Regions from separate parts of the Sus scrofa genome. Here region 2 is linked to region 1. Evidence: chromatin contacts called from public HiChIP or PLAC-seq data. All regions are on one chromosome and are shown on one strand. Each heading gives the region's core, a stretch centred on a gene start, on an enhancer-like site or on the middle of the called end of the contact. The rest is flanking DNA. Distances are from core to core; before and after follow the strand shown. Region 1 overlaps TMED3 (transmembrane p24 trafficking protein 3). Region 2 has its middle 18 kb from the start of BCL2A1.

The links. HiChIP or PLAC-seq counts read pairs in DNA pulled down with a chosen protein or histone mark.
Region 2: a contact with region 1 is called in an H3K27ac HiChIP or PLAC-seq map of alveolar macrophages. The contact joins two enhancer-like sites. A contact is called at or near these places in 1 of 47 Hi-C or Micro-C datasets (embryonic fibroblasts) and 1 of 2 datasets of contacts at active chromatin or transcription factors (alveolar macrophages).

The regions. Positions count from the first base shown.
Region 1 is chr7:48,433,734-48,437,155 of Sscrofa11.1, reverse strand. TMED3 (transmembrane p24 trafficking protein 3) reads right to left here. Exons shown (of 3, transcript NM_001204363.1): 2 at 3,261-3,422. Among named protein-coding and RNA genes, the nearest start is that of TMED3, 3.8 kb to the right of the region's middle. Within about 2 kb of position 1,670, at least 8 of the 83 cell types and tissues checked have an H3K27ac peak or open chromatin away from gene starts, as enhancers often do. A contact at or near this core is called in alveolar macrophages, where this site is marked.
Region 2 is chr7:48,914,159-48,917,580 of Sscrofa11.1, reverse strand. No RefSeq gene overlaps it. Among named protein-coding and RNA genes, the nearest start is that of BCL2A1, 18 kb to the right of the region's middle. Within about 2 kb of position 1,555, at least 13 of the 83 cell types and tissues checked have an H3K27ac peak or open chromatin away from gene starts, as enhancers often do. A contact at or near this core is called in alveolar macrophages, where this site is marked.

The DNA.
Region 1 (3,422 bases), core at 421-2,920:
ACCCCCTTACTGTTAAAACATGCTACTTCCCCATCCACTAGGACATGCCACTGGCGTTAGCCTGAGACACCTCTTCATCCTGTTACCACAAAATTTCAGTTAGGCAACCCGGCCAGCCTGCTTCCTGCCTAGCAGAAAGCCAGTAGAGGGCCTTCTGCTTCAGACAGCCCTGTTTCCCTTGGGCCACCGGTCCCCAGTTCTCCGGGAGTGCGACCTTCACCTCTGCGGAGACCTCCAGCTCTGGTTGGTTTCCAGTGTCATGGAGCCTTACAGGATTCTGGGCACTGCTCCATCATGATGGTTGGTCTCTGGAGACACCTGAGCTGCCCCCTTTCCTCCATCTCATGCCAACATCCTGTCCCACGTCTAGCACCTGCTGTCGCCCAGGCCTTCATTCCGTAACCCCTGGTAAATGCCTTGAGCCTCACCTCATCAGGGCCACACTGACAGAAGTACTTGGTTCTTTATATTCTTCAAGAACCCAAAAGCAGGGTCACATGAGCTGGCCTCAGAGCAGGGTCAGGGAAACCTTTAATCATCCTCTGACCACCACTGGGGCAGCCCTGGGCCTTCGACCTCTGTCAGAAGCCTTCGCCTCCACTAGCATCTGCCCAGCCTCTCAGGAAGCCCAGAGCACCTCAAGCTTGGCTTCCCTAAGCAGCACCCCTGGCCCGTGTCCTCTGCTAGGAGACTGGTCATGCTGGAACTCAGGCCAAAGACAGTGCCTCTGGCCTGCAGCCCTGGCCTGGGCCTTGGTCACTCTGAGTGCTGTTTTTTCTCTCTGGTACTAATCCTGATGCCAGAACACATGGCCTCTGGCACAGCTCTGGGCAAGACGGAGCCTCAGGGCAAGAAAGAAGACAGCTGCAGGCAGAAAGCAAACTAAGATAAGGGCCGGTGCGTGAGGAAAGTAAAAGATAAGCTCTGAATATCTGCATCTGCTGCCCGCCCTCCCCACCGCCACCCCGGGTCTTTCGTCCTCTCTCCTCTCCTGATGCTGGCAGGCAATCACCCACATTATCACTTTTCAGCCAAAAACGCTCCCTCTGAAGACGTCCTGACCCTCCTGGAAGAATTGATCAGTGCCTCCCCTGAGAACCTTCACCCTCAAATCACAGCTCTGATCCATGTCCTGTGGCTCCATGATTGACAGGGGGGTCACGTTCTAGGTAGGGCTTCAGACGGCCAGGACACGCCCTCCAACCTCCTCAAACCCCACCTCGGATAGCATGCAGACTGAGCTCGTGCCTGCTGGAGGCGAGCCTGTGCTCTCAGAGGCAGAGGTGGAACACCGCTCACTCAGGCAGAGGGGTCAGAGGGACAGGAACTGAAGGAAACAGCTCTTGTGAGGCTGGGCAGGAACAAGGATGAGGTTCCCAGATACAGAAGGTTGTGGGGGGGGGTACAATCCCCCTTTCCTGAGACAAAACCAAACTAATTCTAAGGCTCTAAGAAAGAATGTCCCTATCATCCTAATCCATGAAGCCTTTTCCTACCGATTTCTCTTCCATGGCTTAGACAGGGAAGTCCTTCAGCTCAGCTTCTGGAAACTTACACAATCTCCAAAACAGAAGCTATTTCATCAATGACCAGCAGACGGACAGGTTGTGAAAGAGCTTCTCCATAAGACACACTCTGGGCCAGACCTTCCATCAGCCGTCACGTTGCCAAGTTCATACCTAGTGCTGTCCAACAGAACTCTCCACGCATGGGCACTTGTGACTACTGAGCACTAGAAATGTTGGCAGAGAGCAAACAAGTAAGTGAATTTTTAATTTAATTTGAATTCAATGTAAATAGCCTTTTGTAATAGTGGTGATGGACTGGACAGCGCAACACTAAGCTCCGACTGCTCAGAGAAGGAAGCCACCAAGCCACAGAGGCATGGAGTCTGTGGTCAGTCACCTTGGAAGGCAGCCCAGAAGCTAATCTGGCCTCGCTGGAGACACAGATGCTCTGGCTTTGGGTTTGGAACAGGTGCTGCCACAGATGGCCATTCCTGTTCTTGCGGGTTTCCCTGGGTCCTGCCACCAGTCACTTGACAAATATCTGCTGAGCTCCTATTCTACACCACACCCCATGCATGGGGGCGCTGGGGATACAGGGGTAAATAACACAGAGCCCTAGCCGCAAGGCCTGCATCTGGGACCATGAAGAGCAGGAGGGGAGACTGACAGAGGAGGCTAGGGTCAGATTATCATTAACTGTGAGAGCCATGGGTGACAGAGATGACTATCGGTCCTCCAAAACTATCACTGTTTCTCCTCCAGGGTGCAGAGGTGTTGCTGGGAGTCAAGTGCCCAATAGGACTGTATTTGCCAGCCCTCCTTTCAAGCAGACTGTCCACATGCCTATTTCTCAACAATGAGATGTGAGTGGAGGTGATGGTGCGCCTTCGGCACCAGGGCTTTGAAGAAGCAGGTGGGGCTTTTCATTCTCTCCTTCTTTTCATGGCTACAGGCAAGGGACTCTGAAGCCCTAAGGGACAGCAGAAAGAGGACAGGAAAGGAGCCTGCTTCCTGAGTCACTCCATGGAGGAGAGCCCTCCACCCCTACCCCTGCTGTTCAGATTATTATTTGAGTGAGAGAGAGAGAAAAAAAAAAATTTCCATTGTGTTAAGCCATTGGATTGGGGGTTTATTTGTTACAGCAACTTATGTTATCCTTACTAATACACCTTCCAAAATAGGACTGTGGTCTCTCTGATGTAGATAACATCAGATAAGCAGAGAGGAAAATACTACATGTACTTTTTTTTTTTTTTTTTGTCTTTTTAGGGCTGCACCCGAGGCATATGGAAGTTCCCAGGCTAGGGATCGAATCAGCTGTGCCATAGCCACAGCCATGCCAGATCCAAGCCGCGTCTGCAACCTACACCACAGCGCACGGCAATGCCAGATCCTTAACCCACTAAGCAAGGCCTGAAATTGAACCTGCATCCTCATGGATGCTAGTTGGATTCGTTTCCACTGAGCCAAGAGAGGAACTCAGTACGTGTACTTTGAAAGGGGTGCTATGTCAAAGACTGACTGGCAACACAGACATATACCAGAAAGTACTGCAGGGATCCAGGTAAAGAATGGAGAGGATGATGGGAGAGAGAGAGAACACAGTGTCCTTACGGACTGGATGTGAAAAGAGGGCAGAGCCAACACTGAGACCTCACAGTGACGGGGAGGACAGAGGAGGAGAAGCAGGCCGGGGGACGGGGACGGGGGGCTGGGGTTCAGCTCAGCCTGTGACTGTTAATGTCCACTCACCTGGGTGAGAGCTGTGACCCTGTTCCCCATGTCTGGGAGAATAGGAGGCTCGTCGCCCACTTGAAAATCAAAGTAGACGGTCTTATGAGAGAAGGTGGAAAACTCATTACTGAAGCAAAACTGATAGACGCCCTTGACCTCAGCCCGGTGCGTGAAGCTGTC
Region 2 (3,422 bases), core at 306-2,805, 480 kb before region 1:
TATGGGCAGGAGCTGGCAGGCTTGGCCGGCAGGGAGGGCGCAGAGCCAGAGATGGCAGTTGGATCAGAGTTGCCCTCCTTCTGTTAGGGGTTCTGTCTGAGTCCCTGCAGTCCTGCCAGCCCTTCTATTCCTGCAGGAAGAGGTGCAGGCCTGTCCCGCAGAGGCTTTTCTTAGCCCCGGGGATGGGGTGGGGGCAGTAACTTCCACTGGGCTTGCCAGCCTAGCCAGGTTGGAAAAGGGGAGTGACTTCAAGTTCCCTCTGGTTGAGGGAAGAACTGAGCAGGTGACCCTGAACTATGAACAGTTCTCCTGCGAGCAGCCCCACAGCGAGGCTTCCTTAAAGCCCCTAAGTTGGCCAAAAACTTGAGTTTTCCCCTGTCTGTGACTCTTTGCTTTACATATGCGATAGTTCAAAACTTTTCAGAAATGGGAAGTGGGAACAGAAGGTTCTGGAAATCCCCCAAGCTTTTCTGATGTTGGAGCCACTGTGGAAGCTGTCTGGGGCAGGCACGGAGATGGGGATACGAAGGATGACAAAGGAAGGGAGTTTCCTTTGGAAGGTACCCTTTCTTCAGGCTGGTTACTTCTTGAGAAAGCCAGAAAACAAAGGTCATAGTGATGCTCAAATTCAATGGCGCCTCTATTAAAAAAAAAAAAAAAAAGATGTGCACCTTTTTTCAGTTTGAAAAATCTTAACATGCACAAGATTAAAGAGAATAGAGAACACACATGTCCCCCTCCCCCAGCTTCACAAATTTCCAACATTTTTTCCAGCTTGTTTCATCTCTCTCCCACCCCCCCACCTCCCTTTTTTTAGGAGTAGAAGCTGCTCAACTTATTTTAGGAGGCTAGTAAGCCCTTCTAATGATCTAAGATAAGGATCGAAGAGTTTAGGGAGCTTGGAGAGAATCTGGAAATGCCTTGGTCTGACTTTCTTAGCTTACAGGTGGAAAAACTGAGGCCCCAGTGTGGAAAATAGGCCCGGAAACCAGACCTGGGAACTCCCAGCATCAGGACTCTTAGCTCCAGGCGATGCAAAGCTACTGAATGTCACAGCAAAGTGTGTGGTGAAGGAGTAAAGGAGGGAACGTGTTAGGAGAAACCTGAACCAGAAAGACCCCAGAGTCACTAGAGCACATTGAAGCGGCTCAGAGGACGCAGAACTTTTGAGTTGGTGAAAGACCCTTATTTTGACTAGTGCATTTGATCCCCACAGCATCTATGCATGGCAGGTGTTATCATGATGAACCCGTAGGGAATTCTGGAAGGTGAAGGGATTTACCTTAGCGGCAGAGCTAGGACTAGCACCCGGGTCTCAGAATGTCTTTTCCAGCGCATGGCCTTACTCTCAGCTGGGCTGTGTTCCTGCTGGAAAGTGGGGTGCCATACAGCTGGGCCCCTGCTCTCTGGACCCTTGTGGCCTTGGACTCCCAAGCACTAATTACAGCTGTACCCTGAAAAAGAAAAACCACAGACACAGTGGCTTTGTGACGAGAGGAAATCTGGTCTGGTTTATAAGATCCGGTCACAGCTGACGCTGTTGTGACTTCCGACTCAGGCCAGGGTGCAGGGGTTTCCCCATGGAGCAGGAACCTCTTCCTGCCTCCTGGTGTGGTTCAAGGCAGCATAGGCAGAGTGAGGGGAAGAGTATTCCAGAAGCCTTGGGGCATGAAGGACGATAACGCTTGATCTTGGTCTGGACTGAGTCTTTTCCCTCCCTGTCCACTGGGCAGCGTCTTGAGGGGCAAGGAAGGGGCAGCACCGTGGCACTTTGGGTAAAGGGAGGACCCTTTCTGGGGATGAGGAAGCCAAGCTGGCCTTGTCCATATTGTGCTGAAAAATACTACATTCACTTGTGCTCGAAGCTGAACTTTCAAAGTCTTGCCAGCAAAGGAGGGGCTGCTGCTTCCCTACCCTGCTCTTAGCTGGGGGAGAGGGGGCAGTGGGGAGTGGGTGGAGGACCCCTTCATGAGGGTCAAAGTCCTATTTGAGGTCCTTTCAGGCTGCTCTTCTGGAGCAGGGAGGTGAGTAGTTCTCAAAACATACCTAATATTGCTATTATTTGATTGGGAGACATCTCTGATATTACAGATTCGGAGAGTGGCCAGGCTGGCTTTTTCCACTCTTGCCAGCTGGCTGCCGAACACAGAATATAGATTCTCCCTTCCTGTCTGCCTCAGGTCTAGATTGATATAACTGAAAAGTCCAGTAGTATAGCTGGTGCAGGTCTGGCTGGATCCAGGAGCTGGAATGCTGTCATCAAGACTCTGTCTCTCTGTAAAGCTCAAACAGCCTTTCTCCACTCATTCAAGTGTTCAGTCACCAAATATTGAAGGATTGCTCACTATGTTCCAGGTGCTGAAGTTACAGTGGTGAAAAGAGAGGCTTCTGCCCTCTGGATGCTTACGTCCTAGTGGGAAAGACAGACAATAGAAACATAAGCAAACAAATAAGTAAGAGCTATGAAGTAAATAAGGTGAGGAAGAGAACCATGCAAATACCTGGAGGAGAGGATTCCAAGTAGCGTGAAACCTCGAATACAGAGGCCCTGAGGGGCACGGTGGGTACCGTTGTGTACCAGGAAAAGCAAGATGACCAGTGTGGTCAGAGTGGGGTGAGCAATAGGAGGGAGGGCCGGAACTGGGTGGAAGGGGCCAGGGCCCAGACAGCCTGGCTCTTGTAGGTAGGGTAAAGTTTGAAATCTTTTTCCAGAGTTAAAGGAAGCCATAAGAGGGTTTCAAACAGGACATAATCATAAAATATAATACATAAGTATTTTAAATCATGACCCTACATAAAATGGGTAAAGTTCCAGCTTCTTAAAACAAACTATTTGGTAAATAAACTTTATTTTTTTAATAATGGTTTTTATTTTCTGATTATAGCTGGTTTGCAGTGTTCTGTCAATTTTCTGCTCTACAGCAAGGTGACCCAGTCACACATCCATGTATAGATTCTTTTTTCTCACCTTATCATGCTCCATCATCAGTGACTAGATAGAGTTCCCAGTGCTATACAGCAGGATCTTATTGTTATCCATTCCAAGGCAATAGTTTGCATCTACTAACCCCAAATTCCAAGTGGTAAATAGACATTAAAGTCTGCTGTGAAGTAATGAGGTTGATATCTTCCAATTTATATGGTTCAATTTGCCCAAAGTTAACCCAGTACTTAATTTTTTTTTTTTTTTTTTTTTTGTCTTTTTGCCATTTGGTGGGCCGCTCCCATGGCATATAGAGGTTCCCAGGCTAGGGGGCTAATTGGAGCTGTAGCCAGAGCCACAGCAACGCCAGATCCGAGCCGCATCTTCGACCTACACCACAGCTCATGGCAACGCTGGATCCTTAACACACTGAGCAAGGCCAGGGATTGAACCTGCAACCTCATGGTTCCTAGTTGGATTTGTTAACCACTGCGCCACA